Regions from separate parts of the Mus musculus genome. Here regions 1 and 3 are each linked to region 2. Evidence: chromatin contacts called from public promoter capture Hi-C data. All regions are on one chromosome and are shown on one strand. The core of a region is the stretch at or near the end of the contact, and the rest is flanking DNA. Distances in the headings are between cores, read along the strand shown. Region 1 holds the start of Megf11 (multiple EGF-like-domains 11). Region 2 holds the start of Igdcc3 (immunoglobulin superfamily, DCC subclass, member 3). Region 3 holds the start of Uchl4 (ubiquitin carboxyl-terminal esterase L4).

What was found. Promoter capture Hi-C pulls out the DNA fragments that hold promoters and counts their contacts. Capture Hi-C pulls out chosen DNA fragments and counts their contacts.
Region 1: a contact with region 2 is called in a promoter capture Hi-C map of liver, with 2.8 times the contacts expected there. The contact joins the promoter of Megf11 here to the promoter of Igdcc3 in region 2. A contact is called at or near these places in 4 of 39 promoter capture datasets (3T3-L1-derived adipocytes, the HPC-7 cell line and hematopoietic stem and progenitor cells), 1 of 484 Hi-C or Micro-C datasets (embryonic stem cells), 1 of 115 datasets of contacts at active chromatin or transcription factors (embryonic stem cells) and 2 of 9 other capture datasets (embryonic stem cells and liver).
Region 3: a promoter capture Hi-C map of cranial neural crest shows a contact between it and region 2. The contact joins the promoter of Uchl4 here to the promoter of Igdcc3 in region 2. A contact is called at or near these places in 2 of 39 promoter capture datasets (cranial neural crest and pre-B cells) and 1 of 115 datasets of contacts at active chromatin or transcription factors (embryonic forebrain).

Annotation. Positions count from the first base shown.
Region 1 is chr9:64,383,979-64,388,280 of GRCm38.p6, reverse strand. Megf11 (multiple EGF-like-domains 11) reads right to left here and starts at 2,655. Exons shown (of 25, transcript NM_001134399.1): 1 at 2,453-2,655.
Region 2 is chr9:65,138,041-65,142,924 of GRCm38.p6, reverse strand. Igdcc3 (immunoglobulin superfamily, DCC subclass, member 3) reads right to left here and starts at 1,771. Exons shown (of 14, transcript NM_001357257.1): 1 at 1,372-1,771. The coding sequence starts at 1,510.
Region 3 is chr9:64,233,923-64,238,359 of GRCm38.p6, reverse strand. Uchl4 (ubiquitin carboxyl-terminal esterase L4) reads right to left here and starts at 3,159. Exons shown (of 1, transcript NM_033607.1): 1 at 1,998-3,159. The coding sequence starts at 3,121. The coding sequence ends at 2,420. All of the region lies in intron 1 of Map2k1 (mitogen-activated protein kinase kinase 1), which reads left to right.

The DNA.
Region 1 (4,302 bases), core at 1,406-3,905, 760 kb after region 2:
TGGACCATCTCATTTGCCAGCACCTGCTTTCTATAAGTGAGGCTTGGCAGAAGCAAAGGAATGCGTGAAGCCTCCGTGAAACCTAGGAAGCTTGCGGGGGGGGGGGGGGAAACAAGCAGGAGAGAGGGGGGTAACAGCTTCCGCAGCTTCCACAGCCATCTCCCTGGCCCTAGGGTCACTGACTTCTGCCTTCAGAGACAACTGCTAACCTTCCCCTTCCACAGAGGTTGTGGACCTGTAGGCCAAGTGCTGAACTTGAGTTCTCCTTGACCCACACCGTTTCACTGCCTGAGGTTAGCAGTGAAACCTTGGCTTGGGAAATCTTTCTCTTCCCGTAGTAGTGCGTGAGGCTCACTCTAGATCCTGTGGGAATGGTTTCAGCTGAGAGTGCCTGCCGGACTCTGCTACACAGCAACCCCTGTTGTGCCCTCCACGTGTGCCCCACAGGCCACCGGAGAGGCAGGTCCGTGGCATCTTAAAGCAGACAGGCAAAGCACAAACTTGGCATACAGTAGACATGGCTCCTCTTGGGAGATGCTGGTTACCCACGGTGTCCTGCCTCTAACCTTCCAACCTCCTGGCCCTCCAGCCTTTTCATCATTCAATGGCCTAACACTAAGAAAGTGGAAATCAACGGGGGAAATCAGGAAAGGTGCCCAGCCCTTAGGCAGGAAGACTTCCCTTAGTCAGCTCTAAGGGAGTCCCTTCACTTCTTTGGGCTTCAGTAGGCTGATCTGCAGAATGGGAGGAAAGGGAAGGACTGCAGTTACAGGCTTCAATTTTCTAGGGGCTTAAACAATGTGTGAGCAACAGCAAGAGCCCGGTGCTTGGTGCACACCGCAGGAAAAGCCGCCAAAGAAACAGGTTAAGCTTCACATCCTAGGCTGGGCGTTAATGTCAATGCTCTGGGACACTGAACCCAACCTTCAGGGAGGGGGCGATGGCCCGTAGATGATCCTCTCTGCAAAGAACTCCAGCTTTTTTGCTACTTCTAAACCTCCGCTAAGCCTCACAAAAGATCTTTTCGGCTTGCAGTCCAACAAAGACCGAACGCTGGAAAGAGATGAGGGTCGGCGAATCCAGCCACTGGACTCCCGGAGCCAAAACACTATCGGGGCAGGCTCGGGACGGTCCCGGCAGCCTGCCGCGCGCCACCACCTGGTCAGGACATTAACCCCAGTTTCCCCCAGGACAGTGATGGGCGCAGATGCGCTGGGCACAAGTATCCTTGCCACAGAGAGCTGGGAAGGCGGGGAGCCCTAACCTCCTGGTAAGCATCCTCCAACCTGCGGGAGGCCCTGCTGTATAGGCTCCCGGAGGGACCAGGCGTGGGAGAATCTGATCCCAGTCACTTGGACCGGTTTTTCTCGAGAGCATCACCAGCCCGGAAAGAGGCCGGCTGGCCTCGCAGCAGGCACTCACGGGGACGGATTCTGAGACGCGACGACAGTGGGATGGAGCGTGGGAGGCAGTTCCAGGAAAAAGCATCTGGGGTTCGAGGGCTCTGGGGCCCGCCAGGCGGAGACCCAGAGCTCCCAGACTACAGACCGATCGTGACTCCGTCCCACTCGCAACCTTGGTCCCGGGAAGGAACGGTTTTACCTATTTTTCAAGTCTTTTTTTTTTCCTCCTAAAAATTAAAAGACTAAATCAAGTCTTAGGGGAAGGTGCCTGCGCAGGGCTGCCACCAGGACCACTGTGTGCCCAGCTACAACACTACCGCCCGCGTTTGGGAGAGAAGTTAGGAAGTTCGGGACAGCCGCCCACGAGCGCAGGAAGAGGGACTCGCTTCTCTTTTAACTTTGGGTGTTGGGGTCTCCGCCGAGGGTCGGAGGTATGTAGCCAGGGGCGACCCGCAGGACTGCAGGGCGTCCGGGATTCCCTCAGTGAAAGTGGGTAGACAGGATCAGGAGGAAAAAAAGAGAGTGAGTCCACGTTGCGCGTGGCACCGGCTGGGCTTGGGCTCCGCGGGGACCTGCGCGCGGCCCCGCAGCTCTGCGTCGGGACCCGGGTCGGAAGGACGCGGTGCGGGGCGAAGGTCCCGCACATCTAGAATGGCTCTCGGCCGGGAGACCCCAGATTCGCGCAGAGCTGGCAGGTTCCTTCTTCCGGACACCCGCACCGCGACTCTCGGGTCTTCCCCCGCACGTGGAGACGCGGCGGCCGCTGCGTCCTGACTGCGGCCAGAGGACGCGCGCCTGGCCCAGCCGAGGCTCTCTACGTCTCGCATAGACCCCCGGGCGCTCCCGCAAGCCCAGCCATCCACCTTCTGCCCCTCGCCAAACTCGCCTTCTAGAGCCGGGACCTGGCCACGGAGGACCCACGGAGCTGGTGGAAAGTTAGTCGCGACGCTGCAAAGCCCCCTCCCCTGAACTGGAACCCACACCCCGACCCAATGCACCCACAGTGCTCCGAGGCTCCGGGTCCCCGCGGACCCCACCCAACCATCTACCTGCTTCCGTGGCGCGCCCCGGGCTTGGGCCAGCCAGTCGCGCGGTCCTATACCCCGGAGCCGGAGCGGCTTCAGGTCCCCAGGCAGGAGAGGGAGCTGCGAACCGCCCCGAGCCGGGCAGCCGGCTCCGGGCACTGAGAACGAGTGAGCAAGCAGGAGGCTGGAGCCGCTGCGACTGCTGCCACGGCAGCCCCCACCCCCCTGCGTCCCTCGGCCCCTCCCTCTTCCCTCCTCCCTCCGCTCTCCCTCTCCCTCCCACCTCTTTTCAGACCCTGCGATCGCGCGCATTCCCTCGCTCTTTTTCCTAGCTTTCTCTCTGCCGGTTGCCTTCTTTAATTCCCTCTGTTCTCTTCTCACTTCCCTACTCTGCATCCACCCGTTATCGTTCTTTTACCGTTTTTCCCCCGCTCTCTCTTTTCTGTATCTCTTCCTTTTAACCCCTCGCGACTCCCTTCTCCCTCCCCCCCCCCTTTTTTTTTTCCTTCTGACCGACCGATTAGCGTGGCCTCTGCACCTGTTCTTTGTAGAAGCTCTGGCTGGCGAAGCTAGCCCAGGATGGAAGGGGACCAGGAATATGCCCCAAACTGAGCTTTTAACAAGCTGAGTACAGATAGATACCCAGGGAAAGCTAGAAAAGCAAAGAACTCAGTGTGCAGAACAAGCTGAGCTGCACCAGGTAAAGTGCAGACAGCCAGGCCCCAGAGTAAGAACTTGCCATGCTGTGGTCAACTCCAAAGGCTGGACTGCTGTGGTCAACTCCAAAGGCTGGACTTAAACCAGCGGGGCTTCTTGTAGACTTCAAGGTCTTCGAACAGGGGATGAGATGGGGGGTGGGGGGGGGCAGAGGAGGGTGCATGTTAATGATAGGGTGTCAGAGGCCTGGCACTGCACCCAGAGCCACCTGGAAGTCTTCAGTCAGGTGACACTTTAGACTACACCTCGTGTGCTTGTAAGTGGGTCCTAGCCAGGTGGTGGGAACACCTGCTGGTCACCCCTACTCCTTTCCAAGATATGAGGGGCTCACTCCTGCTTCCCTGTTTGCCAGAGGTGGGGGTGGTGGGGTGTTTCCTTCCCTTGAAGTGAGGTGGGGTCCCACACTTGGGAAAGGTGTCCTGCACCCGGAGGGAGAATTTTGCCACTAGAACAGGCAGATTGTCTGTGGCTTTGGGACAAGCCACTCGACCCAGGCTCCCGTGCAGCCTGAGGATCCAGCTCTTTCCCCAGGAGTGTACTCCCTGTCATCTGTCCATTTCAGCCCAGTGGGGTTTGGAGAAATAAGAAGAAGCCCTCTTCCCATTGGCCCACAACAGGCAGCCCTGCTCTGCAAGCACCAGACCAGGTTCATCCAGTAAGTGCTAGGCTTCTGCAGGAATGGTGTGAGCAGATGAGATCTTTCTGCATTGGGGTTTCAGGTCCCAAAACTCCAAACCAACCTCCCCAGCAGTTCCTTACCTTGGAATGTCAAACTAAACGGACAACAGATGGCAGAGCCTCTTGTTCACAACATAAAAGTAGAGCTTGAAACCGGGTGAAGCACTTAGCAAACACCCGGGTCACTCACCCGCCAGAGTGAGTCCCTCCTTAAATTCTGCACCCCAGGAGCTTCCTGCCTTCTCTAGTGCTCTAGCCCCTCCTTTGCAGGACCAACCATCTAGTGATATATGAAGTTCCCCATCTGGCAGTGAGGAGACCAAATCTGACATTGGAAAAAGTTCCCAACTTCATAGCCCTAGGGGGTGTGAGTCTCACACTGGGAAGCCAGCTCCACTCACTGTGACATTAGAAAGATCACTGAGTCCCTCTAGCTTCAGTTTCCCTGTTTGTAAAATGGGAATGCTAACATTACCACA
Region 2 (4,884 bases), core at 522-3,021:
TAAGGAGAGTTGGGGAATGGTAAACATCAATTTACATTTCCCAGATTTAGCAGAAAACACTTGTGTACCTAGAATCTTCACTCCTGGGTAACCTCAGGATAAAAAAGAGCGGGAGGTGAGTGTGGGAGGGATGAGTGAATCAGGGTCCAGGCAGAAGGAATAGGCTCTCATATCCCAGAGGTGACAGCAAGTCTCTCCAGCAAGTACTTTACCAGATCAGTTATGCCTTCACTCCAAGAGAAACAAGCCCTCTTGGTCTAAAGGGGCGGGCACCGAGCCCCCACCACACATTTCCAGGGAACTAGTGACCCTGGACCCGGCTCCTCCCTCGCAGACTCAAGCCCCTCCCTGCTGGGTGAGACCTAGTGGGGTGGAGGGTCTAGGCATTGCCTTCTCTGTAGCATAAGGACAGTTTAAGACACTTGAGGATCACAGTCGTTCAAATCCTTTACATCCTTCACATATCCTAAGTCTGAGCCGCCTCTTCCCCCAATCCAACCCCGCTATAGCTATCGGGGATAAAGTTTCTCTCGGGTGCAGATGCAATATTTTGCTTTTTAGGAAGGAAGGGAAGGAAAGAATAATCCAAATGTGTGTCTGCGAAGGACTTGAGACAGCGGAGGGCTTAGATCCACATCCTTCTTTGCTGAGATGAATCTTTTACAGCCCGGGAGGAAGCGACGGGTAGCCGGGAGAACCCAGGGCAGGGACTCCTAGAGAGCTCCCTCGGGGAAGGGCGGGGCCCTGGGCAGCACCGCTGGTAGGCGCTTGCCCTGGGCGACCCTTTCCTCCAGCTCTCCCAGCCCTTGGCAGGATCGCCCACTCAGTCCACCAGGAATCTTTCCTTCCTGTTCGTCGGATACCCCCGAACCCAGTCCCAGCTCTAAACCCTGGGGGATGCCTTCTCAGCCCAGTGCAGTAGAGTCCCGGACCCCGACCCCGATCTGTCGCTTCCGGCTTCGTTCGCCTCGGGCTACTCAGGGTCCCCAGCCGAGCTCTGTGCACCCGGGCTCGCCTTCCTCTGTTGGGACTCCTCCGCTCTTTCTCCTCGGGCTTGTTTCCTCCACTCCGCACTGCCAGCTTGCCTTCCCAACTCCCGCTTTGCTCCGCTCCCAGTTCCTCTGCCCAGAATCGGCATCCTGCCCTGAACCTATCCTGAGCCCCGAAGGCGTAGAAAACCGAGCCCCGGCCCTCTCCCGGGGTTCTCCCGCCGAACCCCTGCAGTCCTTCAAACTACCGGCAGCCCTGCCGGAGTGGGTTTCCCCGTGCCCGCAGCGCGCTGTCCCGCCAGGTCCCTCCAGCACGCGCTCCTAGCGCAGGTTCCCGCAGTGTCCCGGGGTCCGCCCCTCTCGCCTGGGTCCTGAGGCTCACCCAGGCTTGGCGCAGGCAGCGGCAACAGCAGCAGCAGCAACAGCAGCGGCGGCGGCGGCGGCGGCAGCAACGGCGGCAGAAACCCGGGCCGGCGCAGCGCGGGCAGGCGGCGCGGGGACGCGGTGCGCGGCTCAGCCATCGGTCTCTCGGTCCGCTGGGCTCGGCGACGCACGGCGCTACTCAGGGGGGTGGTTGGGGTCTCACGGGCTCACAGCGTCCCGCGGGGCCGGCGCCGGAGCCGGGGCCGGGGCTCGGGCCGGGGCCGAGCCCGGGCGGCGGGAGGCTGGGGCCGCATGCCGGCCTTAGCGGGGATCGGGTATCACGGAGAGCGCCGCTTGCGCCATCTTGCACCCACCGCGGCGATCTGTCAGCCGCGCCCGGGGTGCGCGCTCCGCACTCCGCCCGCGCCCGCACCGCCCTCCTCCTCTGCCCGCCGCCCCCCTCTCCTCCCCTCCCCCAGCCCCCTCTCCCTGGAGGCCGGGTCTGGGGAACAAAAGAGCCGGCGAGCGCTTTAAGCGGCCGGACATTCCCGGCTGCGCAGCGGACGCGCCCCCTGCGCTTTGAACTGCAGCGGGAGCTGCCGCGCCGACCCGGACTGCAGTAAGGTATCCGCTCCTCGTGGTCCGTCCGGACTTGAGGATCTGGGAACGTGAAGACTGTGAGAGAGGGTCCCAGCTGCGGAAAAACACGCAAAACTGAGGTGTTTGCGTCCCCCCACTTTCTCAGCGGTGTCTCTTCCACTATACCCAACTCTGTGTTTTTAAAGACAATTCCCTTAAAACTGCTCAAAGTTGTTAGACATTCGGTATCCTCTAGGTTCCTTGTCCTATTCAAGGGATGAGTTGTGTAGCTTCAAGACTGGCTTCTCAAGGCTAAGTTAGGGCACTCCCGTAGGTGAGAAGAGCACCCCTAACATAAGAGCCCCATAGAAACCCGAGATCCCTCCCAGTTCTGCCTGCTGTCCAGCCCAGTCATTCTCACTGAGTTGGTCTGAAACCTGAAGACAACACTATATTCCCTCAACTTTGCGGATCTTTAAGAGCAAGGGTCCAGGTAAATGACCTGTAGCTGGGTCAGCACACTGGAAGGTACAGTCGCCAGCAACTTCTCTTTGCTATCGTATCTGATGTCTCACATATGGGAAGACAGCTCTTCAGAGAGACATATATGTGCTGTCCAAGTTGATGTTGAGTCTTGTCTTTTTACTACTGTATGCAGACATATGTTGGGGTCCAACTTGATGGGGGAGTCCATCAAAATTACAGAGCACCCACTTAACCCTGGTAGCAGTGTCTGTCTCTGGCAGCATTTGGAGGCAAGAGTGTAATGGCTTCTCACCTCTCCTAGCCCAGGGTGGCCTTGAATCCACTTTGTAGTAGTGGGTGATCTTGGATTGTTTAATCCTCCTGTCTCCACCTTCCAAGTTCGAGGAGTACAAGTATTTGGCACCATGCTTTCATGCAGGTAAGTAAAGAAGGCTTGGTTCAGCAGGGAAAGGAACCTGCAGCCAAGCCTGACTCACCAGCATCCCTGGAACCTACATGGTTGAAAAAGAAAATGACACCCATAGGAAATTATTCTCTGACAGCGAGCCACACTTGCACCATGGCACATGTACAAACATACACACATAGACACACACACACACACACACACACACACACACACACACACACTCACACAGAGTAAATAGATAAAATGTTCTGCAATTCTCTAATTTAAATCTAATTTAAAAAACTTTCAGAGGAGTCCAGGATAATGGCACACATCATTAATCCCAGCACTTGGGAAGCAGAGGCGGGTGGATCTCTGTGAGTTCAAGGCCATCCTGATCTACATATAGAGTTTTAGGGCAGCCAAGACTACGTAGTGAGACCCTGTCTAAAACAACACAACCAAAACAAAACAAAAAGCCAAGCAGAGGTGGCATACACCTTTAATCCCAGCACTCAGGAGGCAGAGGCAGAGGATCATTGTGAATATGAGGCCAGCCTGGTCTATAGAGCTAGTTCCAGGACAACTAGGGCTACACACAGAGAAACAATGTCTTGAACCCCCACACACACAAATAAGTAAATAAATAGATAAATAAATAACAAAACAGAAAACCTTTAGGCCTCTAGTAATCAGATGTCTGTCCATGGGCAGATCTACATTAATATGAGCCTGAGAAGATAGCCTGCAATTCTGTGAGCAGAGCAGAGACCCCAGTCTGCCATTGCCACAAAAGGACTCATTGAGGAAGGGCCAGAGTGAGGCCTCTACAGACAACAGGGAAGGTAGTACTGAAGAAGGGGCCTCCTTGCGGCCTAAAGTCCTGGAATGCCCTCCTGCAGGCCTTGAATTATCAACCACCCCTTATTGGCATGTTCTGGACTCCAGAGAGGTCAAATTGGTGTCCTGAATTGCTGTCATTTTAAATTCATCTTGACAAGTGTTTAATTCTTCTTTATCACAACCCGTGGTCTGAGAGTGATATGCAAATAATGGCTATTCTGCTGCATGCAAAATGTGCAGTATCTCTCTGTATGATCTGTCAATTAACTCTGAGCCTGGCCCACCAGCCACTTTGGGGGTGGTCTTGGGCATGACAGCCTCTGCTGGCCTATGATTCCTTCCAATGAAAAGGCACTTTCTGGGCTCCTTAAAGATCTCAGCAGAGGGCAGCTGTCAGCTGTGATCCTGAGATGTGTGGAGTACGGGTCTGAGCATGGAGAGTTCTGAGACTGTGTATACACCTGAGGGTGTTTGTGAAGAAGAGCATGCAGGGTGAACCTGACGGGTCACTGATAGCAGGTACATCCCAGGTCAGCTATGATGCAACTCAACACATCGGTGGACGTTGCAGTTTCAAAGGGTTGGCAGGGATCTAATACACTCCTCCAACTTAAGAGGCATGCATGTGGTGTGCCTGTGTATGTGCAGGCAAACACATGCTAGGTAAGTATTCAACTGCACAATGACATTTGCAGTCCCTTTTTTGGGTTTTTCGAGACAGGGTTTCTCTGTGCAGTCCTGGCTGTCCTGGAACTCACTCTGTAGACCAGGCTGGTCTCGAACTCAGAAATCCACCTGCCTCTGCCTCCCGAGTGCTGGGATTAAAGACGTATGCCACCATACCTGGCTGAAGCTTTAGTTTTTTTTTTCTTGGACCCATCTTCTTTCTACTCTCAAAATTTACTGTTTCCTATCCTGGGCCAGGAAGACTTGAGAAAACTCTAGTCAGTTGGTTCCAGAAAGAACATATCTTGAAGCTGAGGGATGGCTTATTGCTCTTGCAGAGGACCCTGATTTGGCTCTCAGTGCCACTACTGGATGGCTCACTAAAATCCAGTCCCAGGGGATCTGAAGTGCTCTGACCTCTGTGTAAACCAACATGCAAAACTCTTTAAAGTTAAAAGAGCAACATGGTTGGGCGGTGGTGGTGCACGCCTTTGATCCCAGCAGCACTGACTGCTCTTTGGAAGGTCCTGAGTTCAAATCCCAGCAATCACATGGTGGCTTATATCCGTA
Region 3 (4,437 bases), core at 1,910-4,409, 910 kb after region 2:
AGGGCTGGTAGTCTTGGTTCTATAAGAAAGCAGGCTGAGCAAGCCAGGTGAGGCAAGCCAGTAAAGAACATCCCTCCATGGCCTCTGCATCAGCTCCTGCTTCCTGACCTGCTTGAGTTCCAGTCCTGGCTTCCTTGGTGATGAACAGCAGTATGGAAGTGTAAGCCGAATAAACCCTTTCCTCCCCAACTTGTTTCTTGGTCATGATGTTTGTGCAGGAATAGAAACCCCGACTAAGACAAATTGGTACCAGTGGAGTGGGGTATTCCTGTGACAACCTGACCATGTTTTGGGGAGGACTGTGGAAGGACTTTGGAACTTTGGGCTTGAAGATCCATCCATTGTTAAGACCTCTGTCGGATGTTGTGTAGGAGCTTGGAAGATAATGTTGAGAACACTGCAGAAGTTGGAGCTCTGGTGTGTGAAATTTCAGAGGGAAAATTAAAGACTCTTTTCAGGGCCATTCCTGTTTTGATTGTGAAGATTCTGTAGTTCTGGTTAGCTGGGGCTGAAGAATCAGCTGTGATTAACAAGATACCAGAACTACTAAAGCAAAAACTTTGCATTACTGGGACTATTGATGCTGGTTAGCTGGAGCTAAGAAATTAGCGGTGATTAAGAAGAGACCAGCATCATTGAGGTGACATCTTCTGGGAAGTATTTTCTGAAAGCACAGTGGCTGTGTTCCAGATATAGCCAAAGTTGTACCTTGTGCTGTGGCTGGACTTGGTAATGTGTAAGGGTCACCCAGGTGGTACTGGTTTTGAAGGCATGAAGGAGTTGAGCAGAGCAGCTGAGGCTTGGCACAGTGAGAGGCCATGGAAGGCCATTGGTGAAAGTGCAGCCTCAGTTGCAATTGATGGCCCAGGACTGAAGGGGTCATGCAGTGTTTTGGAGATGCCAGTACCATGAGATGACCACCAAGAGCAGCAGCAGCAGTGGAGTACAGGCATCTGGAGCCTAGAGGATGACTCGTGTGCTACAAAGGGCCTGGCTGGAGAAGTGACCCAAGCCCTTGGAGGAGCCCAGAAGATCGTGAGTTGGATCCCAGACATTGGACAGTTGGAGATTGACTTTTGCTTTTGATTGTGACTGTGCCCTGATATTTTCCCTCTTGAAGAAAGAAACTGTTTTAGTGGAGCCCACAGTTAAGAGACTTTTAATTGTAAAAAGACTTTGGATTTTAAAAGAGATGGATATTTTAAAGAGATTGAAATTTTAAGCATATGTAAAGACTGTGGGACTTTTAAAGTTATTTAGAATGGGGATGAATAAGATTGTAAGGGTTGAGGCTTACTAGTGATGTTTTTGTGTGTCAAGTTGACAAGGGGTCAATTGTACTGGCTAGTTTTGTGTCAACTTGACACAGCTGGAGTTATCACAGAGAAAGGAGCTTCAGTTGAGGAAATGCCTCCATGAGATCCAACTGTAAGGCATTTTCTCAATTAGTGATCAAGGGGGAAAGGCCCCTTGTGGGTGGGACCATCTCAGGGCTGGTAGTCTTGGTTCTATAAGAAAGCAGGCTGAGCAAGCCAGGTGAGGCAAGCCAGTAAAGAACATCCCTCCATGGCCTCTGCATCAGCTCCTGCTTCCTGACCTGCTTGAGTTCCAGTCCTGGCTTCCTTGGTGATGAACAGCAGTATGGAAGTGTAAGCCGAATAAACCCTTTCCTCACCAACTTGTTTCTTGGTCATGATGTTTGTGCAGGAATAGAAACCCCGACTAAGACAACTAGGATTGCAAAAATGTGCTGTATATCACTCATTTGTGTCTACTGATAAACCATGGTCACTGAGGGCTGCCAAGATGCCTTAGCAATTCAAGCCACCTGCCTGCTGATGCCCCTGGGAGCCACATGGTGGAAGGTGAGACCTGACTCTTGCTCAGTGGCACATGTGTACCCACAGACACATAAATGTAACAAAAGTAAAACTAAAAAATGTAGTCATTGAAGGCAAGGAAAGCTGCTTTCCCCAAGGACGGCGAGGCCTACGTTTCAGGAAAGACCGGGCTTCGTATCATAGTATATTAACATAGAGACTTTGGCAGATTATTATTCTTTTTTGTTTGTTTGTTGTTGTTGTTTATTTTTTGTTTTTCGAGATAGGATTTCTCTATGCAGCGCTGGCTGTCCTGGAACTTGCTTTGTAGACCAGGCTAGTCTAGAACTTGGAGAGCCACCTGCCTCTGTCTCCTGAGTACTGGGATTAAAGGTATACACCACCACTGCTGGGCTATTCTTGTACTAGAACATTCCTTCTACAACAGTTTCTTTTGCCTTGTTTGTTTGTTTGTTTGTTTCCACATAAAGTTTAATTAGTCAAGTTAATGAAAATATTAAAAATTTTGAGTTAGTTATGGCATCAGAAATTTAACTTTTGTTGCAAATAATACAGTATTTGGTGTTTCTGTCAAGATGCTATGCTGCCGAGAGAGCAATTGCATTAAATCTTAACTCATCAGGGTCACGTTCCATGAACTTCTTGCAAACTTTTATGACATCCTCTAACAACGTCTCATCGCTAGTTTTCCCATGGTTAATTGGAAATGGTTTCCATCCATCTAATTCATAGAGATGCCCATCTACATGTACTAACGCAATAAAATGAAGATCTACTTTTTCATCTATACTTGGTGCCTCAGTCTGACCTTCATGTGCACTGGTTTCATGAGTAACTCGAATAGCGTCATAGTTCTCCAGGTATTTGGCTCTCTCTTCAGGGCTCATTGATACAGACTCCTCCAGGAACTTTTTCAATGTTGACCCTGATTCAAAGTGCACCTTGTCTTTGTTGTTTGCAATGGCATGGATTAGTCCAATCGTTCCAATCGTTCCACAGGCATTGCTGATGGTTTGTTTCATAAAATATACTGATGATGTCACATCTTGTCCTTGAGATTTTATCTTTTCTTCCTCTTCTGTTCTGAAGACTTCATACTTTTCTGTGATAGGGAAGAGGAGTAACACTGCGCACACTGGTCTTGGTATGATGCTAAGAAGTTCAGACTCCATCCCGTACACATCAACAAACTGCCAGTTAGGATGCAGGCCTAATTGCTTGAGAAACTGGTTGGTGACCTCAGGGTTGGCCTCCAGTGGCAGCCAGCGTTGACCCTCCATGACTGCTCCGTCGGCCTCTCTCCAGCTCTGACCTTGCCTTGTTTAATATTGGTAACTAAATAACTCCTGGGTTAACCATAAATGGAATTTGTTGCATCCCTATTTCTGAGTGTGGTAATTAAAAAAAAAAATCTAAGCCATTTTCATATTAAAAAGCCTTACCATCTTTAGCAGGGAAAGATAAGGGGAAAGAGTTGGAAAAGTACCAGAAACAAGTGACAGGTGTTTTGGTGAGTTATGTTTCAGCTTGCTCTCCAGTCACAGGAGGAGTGTAAATTGCTGGTGATCATGTGAGGCAGAGGGGATGGAGGGTGAGCGGAAATCAGTGGTTCCGGAGGCACCGACCCTTCCATCACCAGAGGCTTGCCCACTGCTGGGGACCTGAGACAACTCCTGGGCAAGTTGCTTTCCTGATAGACAGGGCTGCCCATGGGGACTAAGGCTTGCTTTAGTCTTCAAGGTAATAAAAATGGATGTGTGCAAGAAGACTAGTAGGATGGAGTCCAAAGACTAAAGAGGAACTGGAGAAACAGCTGGCATTCACTGAGGGCTTTCTGGTCTCTGTAGTCACGGATATTCTACAAGAACGGTTACCAGAGTCCATTGTACCAGTTGGCGATGTGAAGCTCAGGGAAGCTTAGTAGTTTCATAGGGTTGTATAACTGGTAAGCTGTGGATCTAGGTTAGAGCCTAGGTCAGGCCTCGGCTAACATCATTCCCCACCCCACTGTGTAAAATGCAGGAGGATTTTGTAGTGTTGTACTTTTCTAAACTAGACATTACCCACATATAGCTATTTATATCTAAATTAACTAAAATTCAGTACAGTTTAAATACCAGTTTCTCAGCCATACTAGTTACCTTTAAAAGCCTTATTGGCCACTGTGGCAACTGTTTTGGGCAGCATACATGTAGACTATTTCTGTCATTGTATAATGTCTGTGAGTACTGGTCTAGAAGTCAACCATCTTGTCCTTTAGTTAATTCTTGCCCTTTTGCTTTGCAAAGGACAAAATGAAGGATGAGAAAAGAGGCAACTCATTCAACCAAAGAACACAGTTGATCCAGGCTCTTAGCCTGGCTGCACAGTGGAGTCTCCCGTGCCCTCTGTCTTTCCTTAAAACACAAACCGTAGAATTTAGAAGTAGTGATTTTTTTTTTTCTGTGCCTCCAGCTTCACTCCGTCTCTCTGTTGCTAGATTCTTTCTTCTGAAGCTTTTCTCTCAAGTTCAAAGGGTATATCCGAGTTGGCTTCCCCCAAGGAAATAAAAGATGTTTGTTGGAAAGGAATTCCACGCTTAATATATGAAGCGGCC